Regions from separate parts of the Callithrix jacchus genome. Here region 2 is linked to region 1. The links are chromatin contacts, called in public Hi-C maps. All regions are on one chromosome and are shown on one strand. Each heading gives the region's core, a stretch centred on a gene start, on an enhancer-like site or on the middle of the called end of the contact. The rest is flanking DNA. Distances are from core to core; before and after follow the strand shown. Region 1 holds the start of BOD1 (biorientation of chromosomes in cell division 1). Region 2 overlaps LOC108590548 (a long non-coding RNA gene).

Region 1 (4,211 bases), core at 202-2,701:
ACGCGCCACCATGCCCGGCTAATTTTTTGTATTGTTAGTAGAGACGGGGTTTCACCATGTCGACCAGGATGGTCTCGATCTGTTGACCTCGTGATCCACCAGACTCGGCCTCCCAAAGTGCTGGGATTACAGGCTTGAGCCACCGTGCCCGGCCCAAGGTCTAATTCTAAGCTCGGTCTTGCTGTGAGGTAAGCAAAATGTTTCCATGACAGCTCTGGTAGGAGAAATCTCTACCCTGTAGGAGTCCAGTCAGTGACAAGTCTCCTTAACCTAAAACCACAGTCGTGGAGTTTCGAAAAGGGAGAAACTTAACATTCCAGCGACTACTGTATGTCTGACACTTAGCACCCATTATTTCATTGAATCCAAACCACCCTGGCAGGTAAAATGAAAGCGTTTTACCGATGGGACCGACTATGGCATTAGGATCTAGGCTCCAAATCCCCTTTAATCAATGATGAAGTGCAGAATAAGCGTGCTCTTTCTACAGTTTACCTCAATTCAACGGCGCACTAAAGTCTGCAAAACACAGCTAGAAAAAAGGAATAGATGGCTATAAAATGGTGATGACTGTGTGTTCAAATCATTGTTTAATGTTAGCTTCTCAGTGGTGAGTACGGAACAGATGGAAATTCTAAAGCACTTTTGCTTATCTACTTGGTTGCGAAGTTCGTTATTAAGGGGCCCTGAGGAGTTCCATCTTGGGAATGATAGAGTCTAGGCTCTAAAACCCACATTGAAACCCCAAGTTTGGAAAAGCGAATGGTTAAAATCACAGCTAGTAGTAAATAACGAGGCAGGAAACCCACGTGTGCATCGCTCAGAAAGGTCTCCGTACTGCCCCAAGCGGAGTAGGACCTCACTGCTGAGATTTTTTAAAGCAATCTTTTATTTTGCTCTCGGCTTTCGAAAATCAAAGCTGCAACCCGGCAGCCTCAAGCGCAGCCCCGCTCCCCTCAGCCCAGGCGGCCTCAGCTACCTTTGTGTCCACGTCGGCCAGGCAGTCCCGGCGGAAGCTGTCAAAGAGGCCCCGGCTCTTGAGCTGCTCCACGATGAGAGCGATGAGCTGCGGGTCGCCGGGAGGCAGCGAGGCGGGGTTGATGGGGCCACCGCCTCCGCTGGCCCCAGTAGCGCCCGTTGCTGCCCCGGCAGAGGCCTGGCCAGCTCCGCCGCCGCCCACCGCGCCCGTTCCCCCGCCGCCGCCGCCGTCCGCCATGGCTGCGCCCCGGGCCCACAAGGCAGACCGACTATAGCTTATTCTCCAGGACAGAAGGTCTAGAATGTGTAGAGGCGGCGAAGGGGGCGGGCCCCTAGGAGGCAGCGGCGGAGATGACGGTGGTGGTGGTGGCGGCGGCGGCGGCGGCGGCGATGACGGCGGGGGCGGTGGTGGGGGCGGCGGGGGTGACGGCCAGCTCGGAGGCTGCAGAGGTTGTGGTAGACGCGGCAGAAACTGCCTGCTCGATTCCAGGCGCGCCCCAGATGGCGTCATCGTTGACCTTTGCATTGTGGGGCGGGAAGTTTTCTCTAGCCATCGCCGGTATTCCTTATAGGCAGCACCCTGGCCAAAGGAAACTACAACTTCCGGCAGGCCTCGGGTTGCTCGCCGCGATTTCGCGAGGGCAGTATGGGAATTGTAGGCGCAGGCCTCGTGAGCGCGGCAAATCGCCGGGCCTTCCCCGCCCACTCTGCAGACCCCATTCATCAACACATCCCAGCAGCGCATGATTTTATCAGTCATCTGTGGAGCTGATTAAAAGTATAGATAACCAGGATGATATCTTAAAGATTTTGATCCAGTATTTATGGGTCGAAACCTAGGAATCCGTGCTTTTCGCATGCACTCCCACTTACGAGGTCAAGAGATCGAGACCATCCTGGTCAACATGGTGAAACCCCGTCTCTACTAAAAATACAAAAAATTAGCTGGGCATGGTGGCGCGTGCCTGTAATCCCAGCCACTCAGGAGGCTGAGGCAGGATAATTGCCTGAACCCAGAAGGCGGAAGTTGCGGTGAGCCGAGATCGCGCCATTGCACTCCAGCCTGGGTAAACAAGAGGGAAACTCTGTCTCCAAAAAAAAAAAAAAAAAAAGTCTCTCGTATATATATATATATATATATGTGTGTGTGTGTGTGTGTGTGGATTTCCTCCCAAATATTAACTATTGTCAATAATAATGCACCAATATTGAATAATTTTAAAATGCCGGGTGTCATGCTATGCACTTTACACACACTACTTTGCAATAATCTAAATAGCAGATACATACTTCTGTTATTGCTATTTACAGATGTAGAAATTGAGGCAGAAGAAAATTTGTTAACCTAATCACATACCCAGAGGTAGAAGAGTAGGATTTGAACCCAGGTTTTGAGGATCTATATCTTGCATGTTTCACCTCCCATAGCTGCCACCATTATCCTCTCTTTCCTTCATCTTTTGCCTATTGTTAGCTCAGCTCCTGCTCCCATATTGCTCCCATAATTGCTCCCAACCTCAGCAATTATGTCTGCTATTGTTATTTCCTCATCTTACACATAGAGGGAATAGAGGGAACGTAAATAGCAAATTCTGCAATGTCCTTGGTTCCTGGGGAGATGCAGAATTGGTAGAGATCCAGGATGTTCTCCACACCAACATTTAGAACTTAAGAGAGTTTAAATTTTTTTTTGAGATGGGGTTTCACTCTATCCCCCAGGCTGGAGTTCAGTGGTGCAATCTCAGCTCACTGCACCCTCCGCCTCCTGGGTTCAAGCAAGTCTCCTGCTTGGGCCTCCCAAGCAGCTGAGATTACTGGTGTGCACCACAACACCTGGCTAATTTTTGTATTTTTATCAGAGACGGGTTTCATCATATTCGCCAGGCTAGTCTAAAACTTCTGACCTCAAATCCACCCACCCGGACCTACCAAAGTGCTGGAATTACAGGTGTGAGCCACCATGCTGGCCAAGAGAGTTTAAATTAACCCTCAAAAGAAATATTCAGGTGTTAGATTATACTCCTCCTCTAACACCAGCTCAATCATTCACAATGGGTCAGTTAATGATGAATACTCTCTCTTAATAGCTCACCATCCTTGAGATTACCTAATGTCTGTTCCTACTGGTTGACTCCACACTGATCACTCACATTTAGCCCCAGGAGAAGCCCAGTTCAGGCTATCTCAGCTCCAGGTCCTTTTTTCTCCAAGCCCCTGATCACTCTGACTAGCCCATTCTCCATTTTTGGCACACCACATCTTACTCTCCTTCCTCAGGGAAAATTCTTCTGACTCCTAGATCCAATGAGATCTTTCCTCCATGCTACAGATGCTCAAAGCCTCATTTTTTGTAGCAATTATTATAATTGGAAGTGAATAATTTACAGACCATTTGGCCACCTGTGTCCCCTGATAGTGTCAGATTTAGAATGGGGACCATGACTTGTTCACCACTGTGTCTCCAGTTCTTAGCATAGTAGTTCTTAGCTCAAAGTGAACATATAAATTCCTGTTTCCTAAAGGTGTGGGATAGTGTCACAGAGTGCGTGGGTAGGATTATGTATAGCCATTATCTTCAAAAAAGAAGGAGCATTCTAGCATGAGATGATAGATGAATCTGTCCTGTCACGACTTAATGAGTAAGTGATTCTGGAGATTGTCTGCATATGGTTCACACTGTGACAATTTCACTGTGTGTCATGGGGACCTTTGTCCTGGTTGCTAGGTCTCTGAATGTTTGGAAGATGCTGCATTCTATATCCATGACCTTCCCTCTGGAATTTATGTAAATGGTGAGGGATAAAAGAGGAAGGGGTTGAGGAATGAAGGTGATCAAGCCGAAGCAAGGCTTATTATTTATCCAAACTGTAGAATAGGAGGCCTCCGGCACATCCAGAATGTATTCTTCCCCAGTCAAGACACATGTAATACACACCAGCAGTCATCAGAGAGCGCCATTGCTGTACTAATAATCCAAAACATTCAGAAATGTTTGTGCAGAATATTGTTTTAACTTTGGCCTAGGTAGTAATCTTGTTTTCAGGTATCATTTATGTAGAAAATTGTTGTTGCTTCTCAGTGTTAAAACTTGCCAGTAACAAGTTGCCCGACCCCAAAGAATTACACATTAGGTGCTGGAATATTTTTTGTCAAAGGCTAGATAAAAAAGTGGAACCTCTACAAGCCCAAATGTAGACTTCACCCAAAGTGGAAAAGAAATGAGATCTGGCTGG
Region 2 (4,214 bases), core at 566-3,065, 760 kb after region 1:
CCCTCCGTCACCTTTGCCTTCATATGGTACTTTTCACAGAGTTGACTATCTTTGTCCATTCCATTTCTGTTATTAACACACGCCAGGTATTTGCAATATACGTATGTGTAATTTCATCTTTATAAACCCTTTAAGCAAATACACTTTGATAGACTTCTTGATTAATTGGTATCAGACATTTTCCTTCTTTTTAGTTCCAGCTCTAACTCGGAGCTCAGATTCATTCCTTATCTGTAACATGGGATGGGGATGGGGATGATATAACATACACCCTCAAGGATGTTTTGAATTTTCAGTCATTCGTTCAACACATTTCATTGAATAGCTACTATGTGTCAGGCAAACTGCTATGAGCAGGAATAGGATGGTGAACAAAATTAGCATGGCTCCTGCCTGGATGGCGCTCAGAATTGAGGAGACAGGCAGTGGCAGTCATGAGAAACTATACGAGAACATATTGTGTCACCCTCTCAGGAAACAGGCTGGGGGCTGTGAGAGGGGGCAGGAGAATGCTTCAGAATCAGAGGGCAGGGGAGGGCAAATGGGGGTGGGCGGGTTCCAGGAAGAGTGCAGAGCTCTGGGATGCCCCCCAAGAGGATGAGCTGGTGCAGGTCTTTCCCCAGCTCTGGGCCTCAGCTTCCTCATCTGTGGAATGGGCGTGGCAGCATTTCAACTTTGTGGGGCTTTTTGAAGGTGAAATGAGGAAAGGCACAGGAAGGACAGTTTCCAGCTGGTTGTAAGCTTCAGTGCAGGGCAGTGCACACTCTTTCCTCTGTGTGTGAGGAGGCCTGTGGGCTGGGACAGGAGGTTGGGGTTTGCAGCAGCATCCCAGCTCTGCTGATTGCCAAGTTGTCGCAGAGGAGGCCCCCTTCGGTGTATAGAAGACTTGACGCACAGCTGCCCCAGACCAGGAGAAACATGGGAGGGTGGGCATGCCTGAGAGGAGCCCCCAGGACCCAAGGGCACCCCTGGGAACCCACAAGGGCTTGATCAGCAAGCACCAAGCTGGGCCTCGGGGGACAGGGGCGACTCAGATGTAGTCCTGGCCCGAGGAGGTTGCCGTGGGCGGATGGAGAAAGATCCAGTAAACTAAACGGACGGTCCCAGCCCCCAGCCCGGTGTGGCCAGCATGGGACAGACACGGCCCAGGAGGCCGCGCAGCCCGCCTGTTTCTGCAGGTGTCTGGGCTCCATCTAGACGGCGCTGGGATGCTGGAATCTGCATCTGCGCTGCACTGGACGCTGTGGAGACTTTCACCCGCTGCAGGGCGGGGGCTGCTGGAGGGGCGGGCGGGGGCTGCTGGAGGGGCGGGCGGGGAGGGTGCGGGTCTGCGTGCGGAAGCCGGAGGAAGGCTGCGTGGGCGGATCTTCGAGCGAGGCCCGGAGGGACCGCCGGCTTCCGATCTGCCAGTCGAAAAGGGAAAGGCGGGCGGCAGAAGTGGCGCAGGCGGCAGCCGGGGCGTGGGGGCCTATGCGGGTGCCTGGGCGGGCGGGGTGCGAGCCGGGCTGCGCCGGGATTGAGGCGGCCCCGCGGCGGCGTCGATGGCCGCACGCTGCCCCCTGGCGGCCAGGCGGCTCCCCGCAAACGCGAGCTCCTTTGTTTTGCGGTCCCGGCTTTGGCGGCCCAGGCTTGCTGGAGAGTCTGAAGCCCGGACTTCCAGAGAGGATGGCCAGGAGGCCGGGGCCGCGCGGGGAGCCTGGGGAGCCGAGGATCCAGTCCCAGCCCTGCCGCTCGCTGGCGGCGAGGCCCGGCTCCCCAGCCTGCTCAGATGCAGTCTCCCGCTGCTGCAATGGGAGGAAGGCCGCACCGGTTCCCTGGGTGTGGGGCGCTGATTGTGGGGTTATTTGTGCACACGTGGCTTGGAAGCCGGTCGAACCTCCTTGGGGCTTGCCCCACCCGGTTTCCCCGCACAGCCACGTCGCAGTTCCTGCACCAGCTGGCGGGGCCTTTGTCTCCCCCTCACCCTTTGTCAGCACTATTAAGAAATCCACTCACACGCACCCTTTTGTGAGATTGAGTAGAATTTTAGAGATTTGGGGGCGGGAGGCAGGCATCCCCTGCCCCTCCCTCCCCACCCTTCTTTCCCTTTCCCATTCTCTCCTCAGCCCTGCTCGCAAGAGTCCCCCCATCCCGCCACACACCTTGCCCTGCAGCCATCAGTGTAGAGAAGATGCCCTCGGGCCTCCCCCTTCACCACCACCACCTCCCCCGCGCTTCTCAAGCAGAGACCACCCTGGTCCCTGAAGGAAGCTGAGTGGAATGTCTCACGGAAGCGTGTGGGGTGGATCTGTGCTCAGGACCACCTTTCCCCACACGGTCTGCCAGATCCACCCTGCAGTCATCGTGTCCTTCTTTAATTTGGTCATGTTATGTCCCACCAGGTACAGGAGGAAGAGACAGAGAGAGAGAGGAGGCGTGGAAGGAAGAAGGAATAAAGGAGGGAAAGAAAAGAGAAAAGGAAAGGAAGGAAGGAAGGAGAGAAAGAGAGGGAGAGAGAGAAAGAGGGAGAAAGGGCAGGAAAGAAAGAAGGAAATGAATGAAGACATTTGCTGGGGCAGCCGTGACAAAGTATTACAGACGGAATGCATAAAAAACAGAACTTTATTTCCTCCCAGTTCTGGAGGCGAACAGTCTGCCATGAAGGCATCAGCAGCGTTGGTTTCTGCAGAGGCCTCTCTCCTCTGCTTGCACATGGCCGCCTTCTCACCGCATCTTCACGCCTTTCCTCCTGTACCTGTCTGGGTCCTAATCTCCTCTTACAAGGACCCCAGTCATTTTGGATTAAGACCCACCCTGATGGCCTTATTTTAACTTAATCACCCCTTTAAAGTTTCTAGCGCCAAATACAGTCACATTTTGAAGTACTAGGGGTTAGGGATTCAGTATAGGAATTTGGGGGGCGTGACTTAGGCCATAGGAACAGACAATCCGCATTGGCTCCTGCCAGTGTTTGGGTGCTGCAGTGGCTGGACAGTGGCTCAAGGACCCAAAACAAAACATAACTGACGACATGGAAAAATCAGGAGATTTCCCGGGAAACCTTGGATTTTCCTTTCCTCTTGACAATCGGATCCTGGGTTAGCATTCAGACTGAGTGGAGCCCATTTTCAGAGGGTGTTCACTCTGTGGTCCACTTCTCTCACCACTGTCACCTGCCCAGGAGCTTCAGGGAGTGAGCTGGAGACCCAGCTGTGGGAAGAAAGTGTGTGTCTCAGTCCCGGTAGGCTTGGCTGGAGAGGCAGTGTTCAGAGGATCTGGGGATGTGGACTGCACAGTGGGGGAAAGCTGGGACTTAGGCAGACCTGGGTTTGAACCTGAGCTCTGCTATCTGCAAGGTGTGTGTGACTCTGGGCATGTGGTTACCCCTCTGGGAGCCTCAGCTTTTCCTCTGTAAAATGGGCACAGGGATGCTTACTGCCCAGAGCTGTGTTAGAATTGAGTCAAGTGAAGTAGTTGATGCCCAAGCCCTCAGTCAATGCCCATCCCAAGCCCACCGCAACCTCAGTAGATTTCTTCAGGCATGGAGCTCACTTGGGCAGTGGTTGTTTTTTCTCATCCCTCCTCCTCCTTAGTGCTCAGCAGGGGAACCACATCTTCAGATAGCCGTTAAAAGTCAACACATTCAGTGGGTGGCAATGGGTGAGTTCTGGGCTCAGACTCAGGAATCTGAGATTCATCCAGTCCCAGCTTTGCAAAATATCTCCATAGGCAAGTGGCTTCTTCTCTTACCCTCACTTCCCCCTTCAGAGGAGTGAAGGCAGCAGGAATGCCATGGCTGGGGTCAGGTGGGGAAGGGGAGCTGAGATTTGCTGAATGTCCCCAGATGCTGAGTGCTCTGTGTACACCCAGCATATAGCAGGTTGTCACCAAAAAGGCCCCATCCCTGCTTCAACATCACAGCAAGCTAGGTATGTGCAATGGGCTTGAACCTCTTATTCGTAGAGAGAAACTGAGGCTCTGACCGGCCCGAGTCACATAGATTGGAGAAAGAAGGAATTTGACCTAGGAAGGTCCCGTCCCAGTAGAGTCTGTAACTCTCCCTCAACAAAGCCACCTACCGAGAGGAAGGGCAGGGACACCAGGAGCTCCATTTATGGGAGGTCTGCTGGGTTCTTCCCAGTAGATTTTCTTTGACCCAACCACCAGAGATTCTGGAATGAGTTTAGGAGATAAGCATTCTGTGTGTCCCTAAGGAGAGGTGAGTCTGTTTTTGG

The links. A called contact is a pair of places that touch in the nucleus more often than the background predicts.
Region 2: a Hi-C map of skeletal muscle shows a contact between it and region 1, with 16 times the contacts expected there. The contact joins the enhancer-like site here to the promoter of BOD1 in region 1. A contact is called at or near these places in 2 of 3 Hi-C or Micro-C datasets (both in skeletal muscle).

The regions. Positions count from the first base shown.
Region 1 is chr2:66,031,605-66,035,815 of calJac240_pri, forward strand. It overlaps BOD1 (biorientation of chromosomes in cell division 1), which reads right to left and starts at 1,452. Exons shown (of 3, transcript XM_017970946.4): 1 at 980-1,452. The coding sequence starts at 1,216.
Region 2 is chr2:66,795,531-66,799,744 of calJac240_pri, forward strand. It overlaps LOC108590548 (a long non-coding RNA gene), which reads right to left. Exons shown (of 3, transcript XR_001910123.4): 3 at 2,587-4,214. Among named protein-coding and RNA genes, the nearest start is that of NSG2, 310 kb to the left of the region's middle. Within about 2 kb of position 1,816, at least 6 of the 16 cell types and tissues checked have an H3K27ac peak or open chromatin away from gene starts, as enhancers often do. A contact at or near this core is called in skeletal muscle, where this site is marked.